Linked DNA regions of Cyprinus carpio: region 1 is linked to region 2. Evidence: chromatin contacts called from public Hi-C data. All regions are on one chromosome and are shown on one strand. The core of a region is the stretch at or near the end of the contact, and the rest is flanking DNA. Distances in the headings are between cores, read along the strand shown. Region 1 overlaps LOC109107386 (rho guanine nucleotide exchange factor 12-like). Region 2 holds the start of LOC109107386 (rho guanine nucleotide exchange factor 12-like).

Evidence for each region. Hi-C and Micro-C count contacts between places; a contact is called where the count stands out from the background.
Region 1: a Hi-C map of skeletal muscle shows a contact between it and region 2, with 7 times the contacts expected there. The contact joins the enhancer-like site here to the promoter of LOC109107386 in region 2. A contact is called at or near these places in 5 of 8 Hi-C or Micro-C datasets (liver and skeletal muscle).

The regions. Positions count from the first base shown.
Region 1 is chrB5:22,596,045-22,601,892 of ASM1834038v1, forward strand. LOC109107386 (rho guanine nucleotide exchange factor 12-like) reads left to right here. Exons shown (of 38, transcript XM_042724938.1): 8 at 187-315; 9 at 428-553; 10 at 631-723; 11 at 2,002-2,112; 12 at 2,274-2,366; 13 at 2,473-2,515; 14 at 2,758-2,890; 15 at 3,025-3,162; 16 at 4,157-4,189; 17 at 5,018-5,132; 18 at 5,225-5,330. Among protein-coding and RNA genes, the nearest start is that of LOC109084465, 28 kb to the right of the region's middle. Within about 2 kb of position 3,972, at least 1 of the 8 cell types and tissues checked has an H3K27ac peak or open chromatin away from gene starts, as enhancers often do. A contact at or near this core is called in skeletal muscle, where this site is marked.
Region 2 is chrB5:22,538,929-22,544,790 of ASM1834038v1, forward strand. LOC109107386 (rho guanine nucleotide exchange factor 12-like) reads left to right here and starts at 3,098. Exons shown (of 38, transcript XM_042724938.1): 1 at 3,098-4,533. The coding sequence starts at 4,502. It overlaps LOC109071927 (TLC domain-containing protein 5-like), which reads left to right. Exons shown (of 3, transcript XM_019088229.2): 3 at 893-1,761. The coding sequence ends at 1,425.

The DNA of each region.
Region 1 (5,848 bases), core at 2,722-5,221, 58 kb after region 2:
TTTTTTTTTTTTTTGCATGTTGTTGTTACATCATCAACAAAACTATGCAGAAAAATAATAATTCCTGACCTCTGTGGTCTTCATTAACAGTCCTTATTTTAACTAGTGGTGCGGAAACTACACTTCACATTCTGGAAATGTCATGATTTTGCAGTTCTAATAAATGTTTTTTTGTGTTTGTTGTAGGATGGCTCCTTATCTCCAAGGCCAGGAGAAGGAGAGCAAGAGGATGGAGGGGGAGATTTGAATCAGCCCCCTTCATGGCAGGGCGATGCTGGAATGGAGCCACCGTTGTCCAACAATACCACAACCCCTGTCAGTACAGCAGACCTGCTTCCCGTCAGACTCACCTTCCTCATTTCACATTTGCTTGGATGCTGATTTATGGTTCCTTTGTGTAAAATTTGCTGTCAATTGATCTGTGCAGGTCACTCCCAGTCCTGTCCCAGAGAGTCCATGCCAAAGAGAGACCCCCTGCCACAGCCCAAAGACCACACCCCGAGACAGCCTCAACTCCTGTCCTTCACCGGACGCCGAAGATACACCTGACCTTGTGAGGGACCTCTTTGACCTCATGTCTTCATTTGTAGTTTCTCAGTGCTGTGCATAATTTGAATGCTTCTCATTTAGGATTCTCAGTCGAGTGTGGGGAGCCCCTCCTCTCGTCCGGTAGCACCCATCATTGGTGCTGAGGACGAAGACTTTGACACAGAGCAGGAACAGGTAGGGCTGACCGTGGCTTGGATATAGTCTGTACATTACTGCCTTTTGATTCTTGTACTCACAGGCTCTGCTTCAAACACTAGTGAGCTGCCTAGATATAACTCATGACAAAGTTCTTTTTTGTTCTTAGCTTAGAGGTAAAACAAAGTTTGAAATACCTGAGCAGCGATATAATGCTAGCAAACATCCCAGCACCGCCTGTGCTGAGAGTGGTGTTTAGATGATTATGTAATATGTACTTCAGGCTTTCCTCTTAATAACAAATAAACACAACAAAATGACGGTGGTGAGAAAACAGCAGTTAAGAAAGCATTTGTTCATAGTGATCTGGATATGCTCTGCAATTTGGCACTCCACTTAACTAAAGTTGCATCACGTTTATTTATATAGTACTTTATAAAATAGATAGCTTTAAAGCAGGGGTGTCCAAATTCGGTCCTGGAGGGCCGGTGTCCTGCAGAGTTTAGCCCCAACCCTAACCAGCTAATCAAGCTTTTACTAGAAACTTCCAGGCAGGTGTGTTGAGGCAAGTTGGAGCTAAACTCTGCAGGACACCGGCCCTCCAGGACTGAGTTTGGACACCCCTGCAACAGTAGAAACCATCACAGAATTCTTATGGTTTCCATTAAAACAATTACATAATTCCTTTTTGTAGTGTGTTTTGGCCATTATTCCAATAGGAATTACTATTATTCTTTTGTTTCCCATCTGCCAGATTACATCCCACCAATAGAATCCATCAAATACCAGTAGACACCATTATAGTTTACATTAAAGCCAATATAATTCCCAGTATATATAAATCCATTACAGGAGACATATCACACAATCTTCATCTCCTACTGGATTGATGCATCAAATAATTTCTCATACAGTATGCGTAAAGTCACTAACTTTTCTTAATGATGTTGTGTTGCTGGAGATGACTACATTGCGTTTTTAGGGTCTTTCTCATTTGAAATAGTGATCCCTCTGCAGGGACCCTAATCCACAGTCCAGTTTGGCTCTACGTAAGTAATGCCTAGGAGTTCCACTTTCCCCTCTTTTCTGAGACCCTGCTTATAATGTCATCTTAGAAGGTAGCTGCCTAGGTAGACAGTTGATAAGAAGGAAGCCTACTAGCATTTTAAACAGAGCCCAGTGGTTATTCATGGAAAATAGCAAAATAAAATACACATTTACATTCACAAGCCCACATTTAAGTTATGCATTAAATCATAAAGTTGAATAATATATTAATGTGTACTAGTAATGTAAGTTAACTCTCTCTGTCTCTAGATGAATGGCCAGTGTAGCTGTTTTCAGAGCGTAGACCTCCTGAAATCTCGGCCTGCTCACCTGGCAGCTTTCATCCATCATGTGGTCTCTCAGTTTGACCCTGCACCGCTGGTGAGATCGATCACCGCTCTTACCCACAAACCTGGAATTTCCAGGAATCTAACAAAATGTTTATAAATTACTTTCCATGTTCCGTGAATCTCTCTTGCATGCTTACGGCTTCGTCTCAGACCAGATGAGTCACATCACTTGTTTCTCTTCTCGCTCCTCAGCTGTGCTACCTCTATGCTGAAATTTACAAACAGACCAGCTCCAAAGAGACACGACGAATCCTCATGGATACCTTCTTCATAGATAAAACAGCTGTGAGGAACTTTAAAGCAGTCTCAGCTTGTTTAGGTTGTGATAGATGATGTGGTTTCTGATTAAGAGTTAAATATTTTTTTTGTTTTGTTTTGTTTTTTTTAACAGAGCTTGAAAGTAACAGTGCCAGAATCCATCATCGCTGACCTGGGTAAGTTCAAAACTCTAAATACTAGGGGGCTGTTTTTAAAAAATAAAAGAACAAAATATATTGGCTGAATAAAACAACAATTTAACTGTCTGATATTTAGTTTATTATTTTTAAATTAATCTGTATTTGCTGATTTATTGTTAAATAAGATAATTCTGATTATCGATAATGGTGCCAATATACTGTGCACCTCATTTTAGTGTAACTTTGCATGACTTTTATACCTGTTTGTGTTTGCATAGAACGGACTGCACACTCAAATAATGCAGAACGGAAGAGGCCGGAACCCATCTCAGAGGACGTCCACCGTCAATATGTGCAGCAGCTGCAGGACACACTACTACCTGACATCCAGAAGAACCTAGAAGACTTCAGGTGAGATGCACTCATCTAATACAGATCAGATAAAGACCCCAACACGCACTCTTCATCTCCAGTTTACCAGCACAAGTGTCAGTCAAAACCATCTCTTCCACTAAATTCACTTGTGTATTATCTGTATGTTACAGGCACAAGCGCAGTATGGGTCTGACCCTGGCTGAAGCAGAGCTAGCCCGTCTGGATACAGAGAGAATGAGAGATCGCGTGGCTCTGGAAAAAGAGCGATCCTGTGCAGAGCACATTATCTCTAAGATTGAGGATGTACTGTAAGTGCACTTGTTCATGCTAACATGTATGTGAATATACTTTTAGATGATGCCATTTGTTCTCTTGAAAGGTTTCTTGTCCTTCTCTTCTTTGTTGTCTCTCTGTGTATGGTAGTTATTGCTTACACACTACAGATCACTACCATTTAAATACCCATTTTATCATGTTTGCAAAGCTCTTATAGAATTTTTAAGATGTTCAGAATTGTATTTAAAAAATGCCAATATATCATTTAGCTTCATGGGCTTTCATGGTTGTAATCATAGCTCACTGATAGACAACACTTGATTGCTGTCCATGAATTTAAGTCTTGCACTACTCCCCTAACTCAGGGTGTCCCACAGGGCTCTGTTCTCAGTCCTCTTCTTTTATGTAAATATACATGATTAAGGAGTATGTACATTTTGTAAAAGGTAAATACTATATTTTTGCAAGGGACCAGTATGTTAACTGAGGTGTATATGCCTTCAAAAAGATAACAGGTGATTTATAAATGTTTGCAAGGGGCTTTTTAGAAATAGAAATGAATGCTAATATAATGCTGGGGTAAGTACTATACACACTTTTTAATAAATAAATTGTTCCCAACGGACAAATTTAACAAAACTGAAAAATAAAGTGGGGAAAAAAGAGGTAGGATTTACTTTTCTTAGCTGTGTCCACTTCCTTAAAGGATAATGATGTCATTTTGACCAAATTTGTTGATTTATAGAATATTAACATTATTTTAAAAGGGGTTATTGGTCATATTGGCATCAGCCGACAGCCATTCATTGTTATTCATTATTTAACAAGTTCCCATTTTACCCAAAGATTGACTAAGATTAAACCTAGACTAATGTGATTGTATTGAAATTAAACTAATTATGATAACATCTTTAGGTTAAATCCAAAATGGGTAAATATTACATGTTACACTATTCAAACGAGAAGGAAAACACACTGGAAGTTGTGTGTGTCTCTCACACTTCAGCAACTTATGTTTTGTTTCAGATTGACGTCACAGGCCACAGAGGAAGATAAGTGGTAAGGGGAATTCTCATGTCCTCTCCCTCCATAAATGACATATTACATCACCCCATATTAACCCCTGAAACACTGTCCTGCCTTACAGATTGAAACTAAATCCAAGGTCACACAGAAACTGAGTATTTAGTAAAATGGTACAGTTTTACATTACTTTATAAAGTAGTAAAACAAAACCTTAAAGTGAAAAGGTACATTTTAAAGGCAAAAACCTGCTTCAAGTCACACTAGCCCTGCAGTTTCCCTCCCAGATTTTGTTGCAGTCTTGTGAGTGGTGTGTAGTTGCAGCATATGATCGGTCAGGAGCCCATATGGGCGGCAGCAGAAGGGACTGAGGCGTTGTGTGTCCGCCCAGATGGCATACAAGAGAGTGGAGCCTCATGAAGCCTCTGACAGGAGCTTGTGAGGGCTATTTCTGCTCTGGCACTGACTGTGGTTACACATTGTACAAGTCATCTGTTTGGCTTGTAAGTGTTTGTGAGAACAGCTTTGTGAGTTCTTCAGCTGGGGTCCTAGCTGTCAGAATAATTTTCTGCACGCTGTAAAGTATTTCAGCATGGACTGAACTAAGCTCTTGCTCCCCCTGCTGGAAATGACAGATAATGATTTCTCAGAATAGTCCATTTTAAACTACCACAGTGAGTGAAACTAAGTTTAAGTCTAAGGCTGGATTAGAAAAACATCAGCTAGACTCTAGTTTTGGCCGAATCATCAACACCTTGGTATATATACTGATGTAATAATGCCATTTTTAATACTACTGTTCAAACTTAGGGATGTGAACAATTTCCAAGTATTTTTTTCTCATACTGTCATTCTCTTTCACAGTAGCACCATGCAGTTTGTGATACTGTCATATATGAAGCAGCTCGGCGTAAAAGTGAAGGAGTCTCGAGGGCTGGAGCACAAGCCCAAGCTAATGAATCTTTTCCCTAAGATCAAGGTACAAACTCTCAGCAAACTTCCTGACTCTGTCTCCAAATGACTCTGTGAAACCAAAGAAACCTAACTATTGTCTCTGTGCTCCCTAAACAGAAAAGTATAAAGCCTGAGAAAGATGGAAGTGAGGAGAAATCAAAGAAAACACGATTTCCTAGTGTCTTTCCTCAGAGACGACCGAGCAGGATTGACACTTCAGCAAGTAAGCTGATTCATTTCATTAACAGTTAAACCAGTGGCTCTCAACCTTTTTGATTCAAAGACCCCTATAGGCCTACAAAATGTTTTAAAGGCCCTGCCCATATTGGCTAATATAATTTGTCCTATATTTCTGCTGTAATAATGATAATGCTGCTTGTTTTCAGACTCTTTTGTTAACAGAAACTGGGAGTGTTGATATAATAAAGTAACCAAAAGTGTGTGTGTGTGTGTTTAATATTTTATTTTTTATTTATTTTTTATTTAGTTTTTTGTTTTTTTTATTGATATGCTTTTTTAATCTGGCCTTGAGAACCACTGGATTACAACACAGGTTTAGTTTTGTAGTTATGCAGACAGTAGCAGAAATGTCAGCTATTCATAAACGAGGTCGTGTACATATAGCCTTAAAGGTACAGTAGCAAAAAAGAGAGGCCTGTTTAATTCTATGATTTAGAGATGGTGAAATGGGATTTGAAATGAATTAAATAATATTTCTCAAACCTAGAGGAATACTATAAG
Region 2 (5,862 bases), core at 1,848-4,347:
AATAACACTTAAAGGGATAGTTCACCCAAAAATGAAAATTCTGTCACTTATTACTCACCCTCATGCCGTTCCAAACCCGTAAGAGCTTCTTTTATCTTCAGAACACAAATGTTTGAAAAAAAAAAAATAAAAAAAAAAAATAATATATATATATATAATGAAATCCAAGCACTTCATAGACTGCAACGCAACTACCATGTTCAAGGCCCTAAAATGTGGTAAAATAGTCCATGTGACATCAGTGCTTTAATCATAATGTTATGCTACAAAAATACTTTTTGTGTGCAAAGAAAACGACTTTATTCAACAATTTTACAGTACAAAATTCAGTACACATATTCGTTTTACAGATGTATCCCCTGCCTTTGACCCATTCCCAGCAGCAATACAGGGCCATTCTTCCAGGTCTGACCGGTCCACTATACATTTACTAGAATTTTTCTAACAAAATTCCTGAATTGTCATATAAATTCTTAAAAAAAAAAAAAAAAAAAAAAAACTAAAATTTTTCTTATGAATTTTCCACAGAAAAATTCCTAATTTTCTTACAAAGTTTACTTACAAATTTTTATTAGAAAATGTTTCTTACAAAATGTCTTATGAATTTTCCTAAAACATTTCTAATCAATATTCCTACAAAATTATAAATATAAAAAGTAAATCTAAATATTAAAACAATATATAAATAACTATTCTAACTACACATCCCCAAGCAAGTAATACCATCAGACACAAGTATTACTTCTTCAAGTCAAGAAAACTAAATGTGGTCTTATTTTTTGAAACGTTTTTAAAGTAAGGGCTTTGTAAGGATAATATGTAAGTTAAATGTAAATAATTCTTCAAGAATTAATTGGATGTGACTTTTGAGATCTCTTCCTTTTGTTTCCAGGCACTGAAAACACATCTCTCCAGATCCTGGCTCTTGTTCTCAGTTTAGGATACTTCCTCTTTGACATGGCTTGGTGTGTGTATTTCCGCACTGAGGGTCCGGTGATGCTGGCCCACCATACTATGAGCATCCTCGGGATAGTGCTGGCACTAGAGCTCGGCGAGTCGGGCATCGAGACCTGCGCTGTCCTCTTCGGCAGCGAGATCACCAACCCGCTCCTGCAGGCCCGCTGGTTCCTCAAGCGCATGGGCCGCTATGACAGTTTAGCCGGAGATGTGGTGGACCTGCTCTTCATTCTTCTGTTTGCCTCTGTGAGGATTGGTGTTGGGAGTAGAATGCTTTATTGTGTATTAGCTTCTCCGAAACCATTGCTTATAGTGAAAGTTGGTGGGGTGGCTATTTACACTCTCTCCTGGATCTTCATGATAGATATTGCACGTTTTGCCTGCAAGAAAACTCGTGTCAAATACAGGCGATGGAAGGAACAGTACAAGCTGGATGAAGCTAATGGACATGCTGTTAAAGTGAAATAGGCCTCTCTGTGCATTAGGACTGGGAAAAGTGGCATTTTTGCTGATATACATAGCTCTATGTAGCACTTTGTTAGTTTACAGGGTTCATTTTTAATAGATATATACAGTATATATATAAAATCTGCACAAAAGGTGAAACCTCTAAAACACAGTTAGAAAAATATAAATTCAATATAGCTACTTCTATCATTTCTGACTTTCTTGAGTTTTATTAATTAGTCCACCAATTAAATTTCCACATTTTTTCAAAGACTTAAGATATTATTTATTTCCACTACATATTAAGATTTTATTGACTTCCACAAATTTATCCAAAGCAAATTAAGATATTATTCATTTTCCACGAATCTTTCAAAACATATTAAAGTTTTATTCATTTTCACATTTTTTTCCATAACATATTATGATTTTATTAATTTTCATAACTTTTGCATGACATATTAAAACTTTCATTTTAATAACTTTCCCATGACATACTAAGATTTATTAATTTATATAAAATATTTAAAAATAATTAATATTTATTTTAAGATTTAAGATTGTTTTACATTGCATGACATTTCTATGAAATATTAAGTTATTGTTAATTTTCCATGACTTTTCCAATTTCCATGAATTTCCATGACATTGATATTTTACCAAAGTGCTCGAAAACACAACTACACATTATCATGAAAGTGCAAACAGGACTTACTCAAACAGGAGGAAGCCATATGTATGTGATTAGTTGCCACTAAATCCAAACAGCAGAGGAATTTTGAAATGTAAAAAGTGGCAAACTTTTTTGATGATGAAAGAGGGCTGTTTTGAGATTAAAGGAGAATGTGGTACCATGCAGATCTTTTAGACAGTATGCTGCATGAGTCCATATGAATAAAGCCTTTTTTTTTTTTTTTTTTTTTTTTGGACAAACAAAACACTAAAGATAAATTTGTGGATTCAGATGAAAAGTGTAGTTTTTAACCACCTGCTTATTTGTTGGTCTGATTATTAAAAGAATGTGCTACACAAGAAATATTTTGTCAAAATATTCTCCGGGCCTACACCTTGTGATTATCATCTCACCACTGCAAGTATTTTTACAGTAGCTTATATACATATTTTTATTGTCAAATGAAAATAATATCTCTTTAATTATCTCTGTTTACATATTATTTTAATTAGGGATTATTGCTAAATGTTGCTGGGTATACAAACATTGAAAATATGATATTCACCCATTGCTTTGAAGTCTTCTGAACACTGATCATGTTTGTAGTTGGTTTGGCACTGCAGAACCACCAGTAGGAATGAACCGGTAGGTGGCGCGAAAGATTTAAATATGCTCATTCTGATAAATATTGACAAATAAATCACAGCTTTATTGTATCAGTCTGTCTTTCATTCCAGAATATGTTTGTTTTCTGTATTTATTTTATTCTTCTCCTAATTTGATTTTATCATTCAATTATAAGTGATATTTAAATATTGATCCGCTTCTTCATCAGAATGCCTCTTAAACATAATGATTTTGTTTATTCATCGCAGATTCTGGCTAATCTGTAAAACACCTTGTTTGATTTACTGGTTTAAGTGAGTGAATAATGCTCCTTATTTACCGCCTACTAGTTGTCAGTACTTTACCAATGACAACTAGTAGGCAAGTCTACAACACTTGATAGTGCTGTTTGCGGAAGGATACGCCAAAAAGTGGTGAAGCGTCGCAGGCGTAGGAATCCGGGATGTGATTTTACTGAAACTCGGGAATTATCTGGATTTTTGTGATTTCTTCTTAATCGTTTTTAATCTTCGTACAGCGCCAGACTGACACATGTGACAACGCGCATGTGTGTGTTTTCTTTATTTGCGCTTGTATAGAGACGGAATTCTTGGTGTACGGATTTTGTTGGAAAAAGAACGGCTAAAAGCTACTGAATTTCGGAAAACATGGAGACTAGAAGGGAAGGACTGGACTAAACCAAAGTTTCAAAACAAATTATTCCAAGAACAGAAGGAATCCGTTCGCGAGAGGAAAATATGTGTTGTTGCACATCCGTAAAGTTTGGATTGTATTTTTTTGCCGCTTTGAAACGAAGCTGTTTTGAGCAGAATTCCTGAACTGGGAACTAACCCCGCCGCTGCCCCAGAGCAAACATCAAACGATTCGTAAAGTTTGCAGTGGAAAATATGCAATATAAAATTCTAGAAGTTGAAATAGGTAGGGAAGGAATTACAATGAAAGGTTGAACCGTGTGGATGCTGAATTCCCCCAGATTTTCACACATTCGGAGTGGCCAGGACACATTCTTCTGGAGAAAAAGTCCATTCAGCGTGTAAGAGGCCTAAAAGGATGTATATTTAGTTAACAGACTTACTTTGCACTACCAATTCAATTAATGGTGTGGTTTGTACTGCAAACTGACGTTTTGTGCAGCAGTGAAAATCCCGCGTTTAAGATAAGGTTGAGTTTAGGAATGCCGAGTTGGAAGTGTTTCAGTGGGGGGAATGATAGAAACCCGTCGAGATTTACGAAGTAGAGCTTTTGCGAAGATCTTTTGGACTGACGCGAAATGCAGCCGGACAGTCCCCTTCATTCGTAAGGCAACACATTAACAAAAGATTGTTTCTCTGGCTTTACTTCCAGCCGTGCTTCGGGATTGACAAAGGCGTCTGTATCCAGACAGAGGCGAGGGGGAAGCCTGTCGGTCTGTGTGGTGGCATTTTGGCTGGGAAAATGATGAAGCGTCTCAGACAACAGAAAGTGTTTTTCTCCATTGATCCTCTATGTGTTTGCGTTTAGCGTCGGTTTTCTTTGCTAACTCTTGTATTGTGTAGCGCTACAGTCAAATGACACAGACTACTGAGACCAACGCAGACAAACCGTGGAAATATAAAACATAAGCTTGTTTGTTTCTGTTCTGTTCAAGAGGAGACTTTACCATTCACATCAAGACGGAACTGTCAAAATTGAAAAGTGTCACCCGGCTGTTGTTGTTTTGTGTTTATTTTTTTTTTTTTTTTTCAAATGCAAAGGTGTTTTACCTTGGTAAAATGCTAATTGGATAAGAGCTGAAGAAAATCAAGAAAGGAAAGCCCAATGAGCGGCACACAGTCCACGCTTGCTGAGAGGTAAATGATGACATATAATATTTACATGGTTGTGTTTATAATGATGAACTGTCTTAGGTTTATGACTCTGTTTATACATGTATACATATCCAAAACACTGTATGGTTGAGATTAATCTGCCACACTTCAACAAAATATATGCTACACAATTCACTTACACAGTTCCATGGTAAGACCCTGATGTTTGGACATGTACCATAGTAATACCATAGTATTCTCGGGATACTAAGTAAAACCTTTGGTATATGAATAGTTGTCATTCGCTAGTATATGTCAAAATAAGATACTATTAACATGCTTCACTATGGTACTGCTGTCATAGTCATTTTTTTTAATTTATTTTTTATAAAGGTGTTGTCTTTAAGAGCTCAAATATTTTCAGAAATGTACTATGGTACTGCCAGGGTTTTGGTACCCCATAGTATTCTTTACATGGTACTTTGTTGTACCATGTAAGTAAAAAAAGTGAAAGTGAAAGTCGTGACATTTGTCAAGTATGGTGATCCATACTCGAAATTGGTGCTCTGCATTTAACCCATCCAAGTGCACACACACAGCAGTGAGAAGTGAACACACCGTGAACACACACCCGGAGCAGTGGGCCGCTATATATCCAGCACCCGGGGAGCAACTGGGGATTCAGTGCCTTGCTCAAGGGCACTTCAGCCATGGGTAGTGAGGGTGGAAGAGAGCGCTGTTCATTCACTCCCTCCCACCTACAACTCCTGCCAGCACCGAGACTCGAACCTGCGACCTTCGGGTTACAAGTCCAACTCTCTCACCATTAGGCCACAGCTGCCCCAGTATTTTATTGCATTAATAATTTAGTATTCCAATACACATCAGTGTACCATGCAATTACTGTACCATAGTGCCAGTGCTGTTTATATAATTCAAGTTAGTCACCTGTTGAAATGGGTGAGTAGAAAATCAGAATAAATATCCCCATATAATAGAACACAAACAAATTTAATGCATGCTAGGTAACATTATCATAAGTGTGATGCATTTTTATTTCAAGTCATTCGGTCTGGTCTTTTATGTGTAGCTAATATGTGCAGTCAAACCTCAATTTCCACAAATAAGTCGAGTTGATAAGAAGACTGATAGGTGACCTTATGACCTTGCAGCGCAAATTTACATGTCTGTCTTTCAGATGAACTCAGTGTATGTGAATATTTTTCAAAGCAGACTCACTTTGAAAGGTGCTGTCAAAGTACTCATTCTTTTTTTTTTTGTGTTATGGCGATGCATTAGTCACTCAGGAGCCGGAGGACTGACTGATGTGTGTTGATTGCGCACACCTGTGAGCACACAGCTTGTGACAAG